Regions from separate parts of the Oryctolagus cuniculus genome. Here region 2 is linked to region 1. The links are chromatin contacts, called in public Micro-C maps. All regions are on one chromosome and are shown on one strand. The core of a region is the stretch at or near the end of the contact, and the rest is flanking DNA. Distances in the headings are between cores, read along the strand shown. Region 1 overlaps BCL2L14 (BCL2 like 14). Region 2 has its middle 31 kb from the start of LRP6.

The links. Hi-C and Micro-C count contacts between places; a contact is called where the count stands out from the background.
Region 2: a contact with region 1 is called in a Micro-C map of ear pinna, with 2.7 times the contacts expected there. The contact joins two enhancer-like sites. A contact is called at or near these places in 6 of 6 Hi-C or Micro-C datasets (ear pinna, embryonic fibroblasts, liver and 3 more).

The regions. Positions count from the first base shown.
Region 1 is chr9:109,723,099-109,728,601 of mOryCun1.1, forward strand. BCL2L14 (BCL2 like 14) reads left to right here. Exons shown (of 8, transcript XM_008259616.4): 5 at 583-753; 6 at 2,863-2,933. Among named protein-coding and RNA genes, the nearest start is that of BCL2L14, 30 kb to the left of the region's middle. Within about 2 kb of position 3,378, at least 3 of the 8 cell types and tissues checked have an H3K27ac peak or open chromatin away from gene starts, as enhancers often do. A contact at or near this core is called in ear pinna, where this site is marked.
Region 2 is chr9:109,953,730-109,959,232 of mOryCun1.1, forward strand. No RefSeq gene overlaps it. Among named protein-coding and RNA genes, the nearest start is that of LRP6, 31 kb to the left of the region's middle. Within about 2 kb of position 3,077, at least 2 of the 8 cell types and tissues checked have an H3K27ac peak or open chromatin away from gene starts, as enhancers often do. A contact at or near this core is called in ear pinna, where this site is marked.

The DNA of each region.
Region 1 (5,503 bases), core at 2,128-4,627:
AGTGATGGAGACAGCAATACACCATGGATATTTCTCTTTCCTCAGTGACAGTTCCCAAATGCTTGTCAAAGTATTGAATGCCTTCCTATGCACCTAGAGGCACAGAGGTGTAAAGGATGTCAGAAAAGAGAGGGAGGGAGGAGGGAGGGAGGAAGAGAGGGAGAGAAAGGGAGGGGGGAGAAGGAGAGAAGAGAGGGAGAGAGACAGAGAGAGAGAGGCGAGGCCGGAGAGGGAAAGAGAATAAAAATAAAAGCATAGTGAGCATTCCTGCAAGCGCTCCCTTTTGTGTTTTCTCCTTTTCAAAGGTCACAGGGGAGCTCAATTTTGCAAAACTTCTAAAAGAATGTAAAGAAGGGCAGCTGTTTCCAGGTGCCACTGGTTCCTCTGTGTCCTCCTGAATCCCAGGCCCTGCCAGGCAACCGCTGGTCTTTTCTGAAGAATGGCCCCACCCCAGACATACACTCCTGCGCAAGTTCCTCTCATTCCGGGCTGGGCTTTCCATTCCAAGCAACCATGCATCCCCAGGAGTCCTGGGCAGTTCTCCTGGGAAGGGCCTCTCAGCACTGTTCTTTCTTGTTTCAGACGTGGACCCCAAAGTTGCTTCCATTGCCAACCGAGTTGCTAAAATCGTTTATTCCTGGCCACCACCAGAAGCGCCATGCCAGGGGAAAAGCTCTGGTGCCAAGTGGGTAAAACAGGCTCTCCACGCCCAACTGCAAGGCGGTGGGCCTGGAGCTCCAAGTTCTAAGAAAGGTAAACCTTCCTTCTGAATGTTTGTGTTGGGTCAGATGTTTGCCAGACAGAGGTGTATGCACATTTCTGTATTTATTCAGCTCAGAGCTCAGCAGCTTGGGCGTCTGTGCTGATCTGGTCTGAGGGTGTAACAGAAATACACACCAGCAGATTGAACTGACATGGCAAACTCACTGCTACATCAAAAGAAAAGTCTCCTACCAAGTCGGAGAAGGAAACTCAGAAGTTTGCTTTCTTCCTTGACCATAGGGAAAATATAGTCTTAGGCTTGATCCCGTCACCAGTGGTCCTGGACCAATTTGCCTTTCACAGAGTTGAAGCATGAACCTAGAGATTTATATTGCTTTGGGGGCTGTCACTTACTAGGTCTGGTGTAGAACTGAGAAGTAGTGACCAGACTGAGCCAGCCGCCACCAGAACCATAGCAATAACTGGAGTACTGATGAGTACTCCAGTACTCCCACTCCCACTCCCACTGATTGTGGGAGCACTGGGCTCTGAAGGGACAGTGGAGGGGAACAGGACCAAGTGCTCACAGAAGGAGGGAAGCTGGTTCTGCTTAGCCGCACGAATGATGTTCCCCTCTCTCTTCCCAAACTCTAGTGGAGGATGTGAGCCAGAGGTGGCCCTTGAGTTTTTAGCTCCCCAAAGCACAAGGCAGAAGTTCTCCCTGCAAAGACGTTGGCAGCTCCAACCCCTGAAGCAGAGTGGTAGCTCTATCCACCCCTGGTGGTAGGGTAGGGGCCACCAACTGCCACAGAGGCTTCGAGCAAGGAGAGTCCTCCACTCTCCCAGAGAGCAGCAGCAGATAAAAGCTGCTCTCCGGCTGTGGACACCTTTTCTTCTCGCCAGTACCCGGAGTCTCAATCTTCCCATCCGCCTCTGGGTTTGGAACACACTGGGACTTGTTGCACCAATGCCGGGCCTCCTTTGTCTTCTTATCTGGGACAAGCACGAGGGCCCTATGGCTCCAGAGACTACCAGAAGTAAGAAGCAGCATTCTCTCAGTAACTGGCTTTTCTCTGGAGTATGTTCTGTAGCAATACCACTCTCATCATGCTTAGTTGTTAACAAGTTATTTTTATAATTATTCATTTTTATTTATTTGAGAGACAGAGAGAGGAAGAATGCTCCCATCCACTGGTTTACTCCCCAAATGCTCAAAACATCCAGGGCTGGACCAGGCTGAAGCCAGGAGCCAGGAACTCAATTCTGGTCTCCCATGTGGCTGGCAGGAATTTAGTTACTTGAGCCATCACCTGCTGCCTCCCATCCCCCGCTGCACTGACAGCAGGAGCCAGAAACTGGACCTGGAACCTAGCTACTCTGGTTTGGGATGCATGTATTTTAACTTCTAGGCCAAACACCTGTCCCAGTTGTTAACAAGTTTTGAGACAAGAAAAATCATAGTCTACCTCACCCATTCCAACAGATACATCACAAGCCAATGATAGCCATGTCACTATCTGCCTGCATGGGGTGGGGAATTGTATTAATTTGTTTATACCTCATCTTATTATGTAGACATGACCTATGAAGAATAAATTTTAACCAGATAAAATAATTCAAATGTGAAAGATAATGTAAAAAAAACCCCAAAATGTGAAAATAAAACCAACTTAGGAGTGAGGTTGATTCTCAAGATGCAGGCCAGAGAGACCGTTCTCCCTCTCGGCTCAGTACTTTCAAGCAGCTAACACAAAGTGAGCAATCTAATCCAATATAGCGTCCAAGGAAAAGGTGCCTACTACTGGGGAAAAGTCTAAAACCCACAGGGAATTTCTCCCATCTTCATAAACTGGATTACGGGGAGAAGGACTGAGGCTTTCCACAACATTCTCTTGGCAAAAACCATGACGAGCGTCATGGTGAAAACTGGGGGGCCGAGCAAAGAGGAGGAAAAAGGGAAATGAGGGAACGCAGGGGAAGTAGCCGAATGGTTCGGTCTGATCGGAAGAGGTAAGGTAAGGCTTGATTGCAAAGAGTGAGAAAGCATGTCTTTTCTTTATTCCCTCACCAAGCCACAAGCATTGCCAGTGCAGAAACTTAAGATGATGATTATTATTTTTTGCCTCTCTAAAGAGAAATAACTGGAATTTCTTCCTTCAGATGAAGAAGACCAAATAATAGCCAAGCTTGTCGAGCTTCTGAAATATTCAGGAGATCAGTTGGAAAAAGAGGTATGAAACTTGTTCAACTCCTGTGATTGCTTTCTGTGCCCATGCAATAGTGCACGAGAACGGAATTGCACTCCAGGTTGTAACTGACTCTTTTCAAAGTTCTAGTTTCCACTTGGGCCTAAGTTTTATTTCCCTTGGAGCCCAAATTCTTCACGCTGGCAGCATCTCAACAATGAATTACTTTGGAAAGCACAAGTAACCCTTCTGGAGCCTTTTTGGAATTTTTGGAAACTAAGTACGCAAGTTTATTATTGCAAGGAAAGATGCCAGTAAATTAAAATGTGCTGAGTAGAATTGTTCAGCTCCTTCCCCGTGTAACTGATCCACAGCAAAGTTGAGACTCTCGCGTCTGCTCTGCCTGGATTTCTGAGACGCACACTTGCCAGAGGCTGGAGCCCTTTTCGAAATCTCCCTCCCTCCTTGGAGTTGCCAGACTCTGCTCGAGGTGTGGTTGAGCAATTGGACCAGGGAGGCGGGTTTGTGTTACTTGGAGAATTGTGGACTTGAGAAGTTGAGACCAATCTTTCTAATCAGGAACATGTGCCAGAGCTGCCTGTAGGTAAGAGCTGGCGAGCAAGCACACGGGGTAGTCAGAGGGGCCTCTCTGCTTCTGAACACCGACTCCTCTGTGTCCCTCCCCCACAGACCACGGAGTCACCTCGAGGGCCCACCAATCAGGGTCTGGCTCACGGAATCCTGTCCTTGTGTTGCCAGTCCCCATGGAGAGGGAGTCGGGCCCCCAGGGCTCACACAGGAGCTGGGCAGCCTCTCTCTCCTGGCGCAGTGTGCTCACGGCTCCTCTCAACAGCTCTGTCAGGAGTGCACTCAGGGCACGGTCTCCAGGAGCAGGGAGGGCCTCAGAGACGGCACAGAAGGAGAAATGGGGAGAAAACCAGGAATATTAGGCTAAAGACAAGAGAAGGGGGTGTATGAGTGGAGGGTGCGGAGCGGGGCAGAGCCACCAGGAAACAGCACATGACCCGGATTTAAGGGCCACTTGCGTATCTCCAGAACCAGCACCATGGAAGTTGTGGGACAACTGCTTTCTTCCCATCGTAAGAATCAACTTTCTGGCCCTGCAGGCCCTGCAGAGAAAGGGTCTTTCTGTTGCCAGAATTGTGAGATGTCAGCAACCAGCGAGCAGCTCAGCACCCACACTTTAGTTCAGTGCCCACACCTTTGAGGGCATCGGTTCTTCACCAGCTCTAAGGTTCTGTGGCTGTCATGGCACCTTCCTTCCCAGCCTCCCTGCGTGGTGACTTGAGGAGCCTCCAGAGGTCACGGAGGTCAGGAGGTGGAGTGAGGGCCGCCCCCTGGGTTGTGAAGAGAGATGCTTTCCTTTTTACCCCAAACCGCCACTCTCAGCAACCTTGCCGTGCCTGACGCACTCTCCTAATGACTTCAGGTGATAGTTACATTATTCAGAGAGACGGCTACCAGGTTATTCTCGCTACACACTCATCCAGAAGAGTCTGGTAGGCACACACGATAGGGCTGATCTTGCACTGAGTGGGTGGTGAGTGCCCTGCAGTCTGGGAAAGCAATGCTGGGGAGAGAGCCAGGCCACAGCCATGGAGTGCTACAAAGCCACCCACTGCCAAGAGCACACAGTGGCCCATCCTGCACCTGCCAGAGAGGACAAAAAGCTGTGTAACTGCAAGGGAAGGGCAAGGAGAGTGGGGAAGGGGAGGTGCTCTGTGCAAGGTGTTTCTGTTGACATTTAATTCTTTTTATTATTGTTGTTAATTTAGTTTCATTTATTTGAAAGATAGAGATCTTTCATCCACTGGGTCACTCACCAGATTCTAGCAATAGCTAGGGCTGGGCCAGGCCAAAGTCAGGAGCTGAGGATTCCATTCAGGTCTGCCATGTGGGTAGCAGGGGCCCAAGTACTTGAGCCATCACTGCTGTGTCCGAGGGAACACATGAACAGGAAGTTGGGACCTGGAGCAGAGCCAGGACTCAAATCTAGGCACTTTGATATGAGTTATTGGCATCCTAAGCAGTGTCTTCACCACTATGCCAAACACCCACCACTGGTGTTTGATTCTTTGACTCTTCTGGTAGGATCCAGATGTCCAGACACCTACTAAGGTCTGGAGCCAGCCTTCTTTAGCTGGACACTGGCAAAGAGAAGTCCTGTCTGGGTGCGGAAGAAGCTGTCATTCCTGCTTCAGATTTGTAAATTACACAGGATCCTTGTCACCCAATGTTGGGGGGTGAGTGTGGTTCAGATAAAGGACATGGCTCCACCAAAATTTCACATAACATCTAAGTGATCTTCCAAATATCCCTCTTAGAAACAGTATTTGTTGAACACCTGCTTAGCTTATAATTCCTCACGGACAGAACTTAAGGGATTTTTCTTTTTTTTTTTTTTTATTTTTGACAGGCAGAGTGGACAGTGAGAGAGAGAGACAGAGAGAGAAAGGTCTTCCTTTGCCGTTGGTTCACCCTCCAATGGCCGCCGCTGCAGCCGGCGCACCGCGCTGATCCGATGGCAGGAGCCAGGAGCCAGGTGCTTATCCTGGTCTCCCATGGGGTGCAGGGCCCAAGCACCTGGGCCATCC
Region 2 (5,503 bases), core at 1,827-4,326, 230 kb after region 1:
CCAATGGCCTCCCCTACTCCTGCTTGGACCGGCCCTTGGACATGACTGTCACTCTGTCTCACAGCACTGCAGGTCCATCTATCATTTCCCCTTAGACTGATCTCTTGGTCTTACCATTTTCTCCAAGGCTCGTGTGAAAGAAAATTGACAGCTAAGCACTTATGTCTAGACCAGTGGCTTCTGCCTGTTCCCACAGGTCTGCCTGATTTCAGAGCTAGGCTGGTTGTAGTGTGGGCTCTTCCTGTGAAAGAGAAGATTTTTTCAGACATCAGACACATGATCTAAGCAGGGGTTGCATAGTGTTTACTCCTGGGGGACTGGAAGATTCTGTGTTAAAAATATAAGTGCAGGGGGGAGCACAGTGGCGTGGTGGGTAATGCTGCTGTCTGCAGTGCCGGCATCCCATATGGGTGCTAGTTTGAGTCCCGGCTGCTCTACTTCTGATCCAGCTCTCTGCTATGGTCTGGGAAAGCAGTGGAAGATGGTCCAAGTCCTTGGGCCGCTGCACCTGTGTGGGAGACCCAGAGGAAGCTCCAGGTTCCCGGCTTCGAGCAAGCCCAGCTCTGTCTGTTGTGGCTATTTGGGGGAGTGAACCAGAAAATGAACAATCTCTCTCTCTCTGCCTCTCTGTAACTTGGCTCTTTTCAAATAAATAAATAAATCTTTTTATATATATATGTATGTGGTATCATAAGTATTTTCAATAATAACTTTGGTGTTTTTCCAATGATACAAATATTGGAGTTTTTAATAGACAACATATAAAATACAGAAAAACATAAAGAAACAAAATCACCCGAAGTGAAAGAGCTCCCATCACTGTTTCACTCCCTAAACGCCTGCAACAGATGGGACTGGGCCAGGCTGAATCCGGGAACTGAGGAATTCAATCCAGGTCTCCCTTGTGGGTGGCAGGGATCCAATTACTTGAGTCATCTCTGGTGGATTCCGGCGTCTGCATTAGCAGGAAGCTGGAGTCAGCAGCTGGGGCCAGGTAGAGAACCCCGACGAGGCTTCTTAGCTGGTGTTTAACAGCTACACCACATGCCCACCCCTCCGTTTGCTTTTAATAAAGGGATGCATCAGTGAAGTAGACAGGTTCCTGCAGCGGCCCCTGAGTTCCTGCTTGTCCCATTCCCTGGGGCTGGAAAGGAGTCGGCCTGGGTGGGGGTAGAGGTGGGAAAGATGGGAGTCTGAGAGGAGGTAGGAAGGCTCCCCGCAAGGCTAGGGGAAGCCTGCACTACCCTGTCCACTAGGCGGAACTTCCAAGGCCGACTCACTCTCTTCCTTAGCACACTTCTAACATACCTGCTCTGTGGGGCTTTAAATAGCCACGCGATAGGGCTCTTTTGCAAATATTAGGCCACTTATCCTCAAAAATGAAACAGTGAGATAGGCAAGGCAGACAGAACCTCCCAGTCTAGTCACGAGGAAACTGACCCTGGGACAGGATGCAGCTTGTCACAGGTTCCCCTCCCCTCCTCCTCCCCCGGCACATCACAGAGCCCTTTCCCAATCCCAGTGGCCCCAAAAGCTGGGTCAGTGGTGTGTCCCTTGAGTCAAGAGAGTGAAATTGGTGAATTATAGCTAGTAAAATGACTCCTTCTAAAATGGTTTAAAAGGTGTGATAAATAAGAGGGTACTTCAAACAGCTTGTGGAAATGGAGTTAGAAGAGAAGTGTATTTTGGTGCAAAAAAATTTGAAATCCATGCATGCTAGGGGACTCCAAAAAGTTAGCAGGGAATGTGTGTTGTGAAAAAACTATGTGTGGGTTTCAAAATTCTTTTGCACTTAAATAAATGTTTTTAAACATTTTCATTTATTTATTCTTCACTTATTTGAAAGGCAGAGAGATGGAGAGACAGAAAGATCCCATCTGCTGATTCATTCCTCAAATGCCCACAACAGCCTGGCCAAAGCTAGGAATGAGGAATTCAGTCTGGGTCTCCCACAAAGGTGGCAGGGACCCAAGTACTTGGGCCATCTTCTGCTGCCTTCCCAGAAGCATTAGCAGGGAGCTGGATGGAGCAGTCGGAACTCAATCCAGCACCCATATGGGATACTAGCACTGCAGGCAGCATTTTAACCTGCTGCTCTACAATGCCAGGTCCAAGGGACACAAGTACTGAAGCCATCACCTGCTGTCTCTCATGGTGTGCCTTAACAGGAAGCCAGAATAGAAGGTGGAGCCAGGACTCAAACCCAAGTACCTTGAGATGAGGGGTGTGCTTTCCCAAAAGGCAAGAACACCAGGGCATCAGATCAAACATCTGCCTCCTTAAGAAACATCTTTGAATTCCACTGTCCATGAACTTTAGCAAGTACCCCTGTACAAGGTATTCCTTAGGCTCCTAGGCAGGTTCCTGCTCATCTCCTGGGGTTTATGGACCCCTCCCACCTTTAATTCTACCTCCCCACACTCGATGACCAACTGAATGCACAAACAGTGGCTAATGGTCAGACCATATATGGCAATAGAACTCTGACCCACAGCCTCTGTAGCAAGCAGCTGGGGAAGCCAAGTCCTTTGGCTTCCAACTCAGGATCCCTACCACCTTGCCAACACAGAACCAACAAGAAAAAGCCCGATACGCACCCCACACCAATCACATAACATGTCCCACTTCTTGGTGGGTGAGCTCCACTTTCCCCACACCAAGCACCTGCCAGCCAGAGCCTTTTCCCCTTCGTTCTCCACAGCTCTCCCACTGCCCCATCTGCCTTGAGTCTCTGCCAAACGCTAGCGACGTGGCTGACTCCCTTACTACAGCAAGCTCGAAATAAATTGCCTCTGTCCTCGTGCGGGTTGTCTTCATTTACTTCCACATGACTGGATGAATAATAAAAGACATTACAAAGCCGGTTTATGAAAAGGCATCAGTTATTAAACATTTGTAAAGTGCGTTACAATCTTTCAGCATGCTTCGTAAACACCTCGTGAAGTTCTGATGTCCCCATTGCAGAGCTGAGAAAATTGAGAAGGCAACAGGAGGCCGAGTGACTTGCCCCGAGCGTGTACGCAAACACAAATCCTCCTGGGTCTGAGAGCTGTTGTTTATCCACCGTATTTTGGAATCATTACCATTTTAAAGCATTTTACTCTGGGTTGAGTGAATATTAAGAAGTGGATTGTATTTCAATCTGGCAGACGCAAAAGTATTGTTTTTAGTTTGTTTTTCTAAGTTTTAGTAGACACCATATGGCCTCCATTAACTTTACTATGTAGCACAATTCTGAAGATAGTTTCTTTTCCAAAAAATTTTTCACCGTAATTTAACATTTTAAAGTTCAGCGCACATCATCAACCCTTGATACTTGTTTTTCTCAATATTGGGCTTTTTTCCCTCTCCACTGCAGGGGAGAAGGAGGAGACCATAAATCCAGCCAAGGATTTGTTCGGTTGTAGTGACTGGGGACAGTGTCCAAAGTTATGTATGGGTGGAGGGAGGGGCGAGCGAGTGTGACAGTGTGGGGCTTTGCTCTTCTGCAGACACGTGGCACCGCAGTTAAGACACCTCTTGGAATGCCCACATCCCCTATTGGAGGACTTGGGTTCGAGTGAGGCTGCAGGTGATGGCTCAAGTGCTTGGGTCCCTGTCACCCATGTGGGATGGAGTTCTGGGCTCCTGGCTTCAGCCTGGCCCAGCCCCGCCTGTTGTGGGCATAAGTGAACGAATGAGGGTGAATAAGTGAATGGTGCGGGTAAAGCTGGTTGTGAGAAGCTGCTAGGGGATGGCAGCTGGCACCGAGTCAGCCTGTCCCGGGTCTCCTCACTTGCCACAGGAGCCATGCCTGGGAGCAGAGGGCACGCTGCCAGGGAATGCGGTTCCCAGGGCCTGAGCAGCTGAGGGTGGTGCTGAGCAGAAGGCAAAAGCATAGCAGGACGAGGGGCAGCCCAGGCCTGAGCTTAGGAAGAGCCCCTCTCCTAGGGTGGGCAATTCTTTCTTTTTAAGAAGTTTTTGAATTTTGAAATATTTATTTGAAAGGCAGAGTGGAGAGAGAGAGAGGAGAGAGAATCTTCTACCCCCTGGGTCGCTCCCCAAATGCCCAAAACACACAGGGCTAGGCCAGGCCAAAGCCATCTGGAACTCCATCTGGATTGCCCCGTGGGTGGCAGGGCCCCGAGTACTTGGGCAATCGCTTGCTTCCACCCAGCATGCACATTAACAGGAAGCCGGAATCAGAAGCAGAAGCGTGATGCCGGCAGCCCCAGCAGCGGCTTAACCCACTGTGCCACACTACTCACGTCCAGCTTGGATTCTTCTTGTCTGGCTGTATTTGGCTTCCTTTCATCCCAAGAAAAGGCCAAAAGCTTGTGTTCGGAGTTTAGAAGATGTGCGAACTCTCTCGTTAAAGTGTTTATAATCATCAGAACGATAGCATTTAGTCTTCAACAAATCCTAAGTGTCCTCAAATGCTTACGGATCGCCTCCTGAATGCCTGGGACACAGGACGTGTCGCAGCACAAAAAGCAGGCCGCAGAGGTGAGGACCAGGTCTGACCAGTCCTTCAGCTCCCTGAGCTGTCTTTTGCTTATCCTTTACTGCACTGTAATTAGGAAAAGAAGAGGAAGGAAATCAAGGCAAGGGCTGCAGCCACAGGTGTCAGAGATTAACTGAGTCCAGCAGATAAAAGGAAATGGAAGATGAAGGGTGAATCTTACCTCAACTGTTAATACTGCCAGTGAGAGAGATTACCCAGGTAAAAAGACGAAAACAAAACCACAGGCAGGGGCTGGCGCTGTGGTGCAGCGGGTTAAACCCCGGTCTGCAGGACTCTGCAGGACGCATCCCATATGAAATCTGGCTGCTCCACTTCCCATCCAGCTCCCTGCTAATTCACCTGGGAAAGTAGTGGAAGATGGCCCAAGTGCTTGGGCCCCTGTCACCCGTGTGGGAGACTTAGAGGAAGCTCCTGGCTCCTGGCTTCGGACTGGCCCAGCTTTGGCCATTGCGGCCATTTGGAGAATGAACCAGCGGATGGAAGACCTCTCTCTCTCTCTCTCTCGGCCTCTGCCTCTCTGTAACTCTGCCTCTCAAGTACATAAATAAGTCTTTTAAAAAAAAAAGTGCAGGCAATTCTGCTGGTTCTTGATTAAATGTATATAAGCATCAGAATTACAGAATTTTCTCTTTAACAAATCCTATGTGTTCTCATTTTATTTTTTTGGTAAAGATTTGTTTTATTTTATTTATTTGACACAGAGAGAGGGAGAAAGAAAGGCCACGGAGAGATCTTCTATCTGCTGGTTCACTCCCCAAATGGCCACAACAGCTGGAGCTGGGACAGTCTGAAGACAGGTGTCTGGAGTTTCATCCGGGTATCACACGTGTTTGACAAGGGCCCAAGCACTTGGGCCATCTTCCGCTGTTTTCGAAGGTGCATTAGCAGGGAGCTGAATCCTAAAGGGAGTAGTTGGGACTCAAGCTGGCACTTAGATACGAGATGCTGCCATCGCAGGAGGGGGCTCAACCCACTGTGTCACAATGCCATCTTCATTTT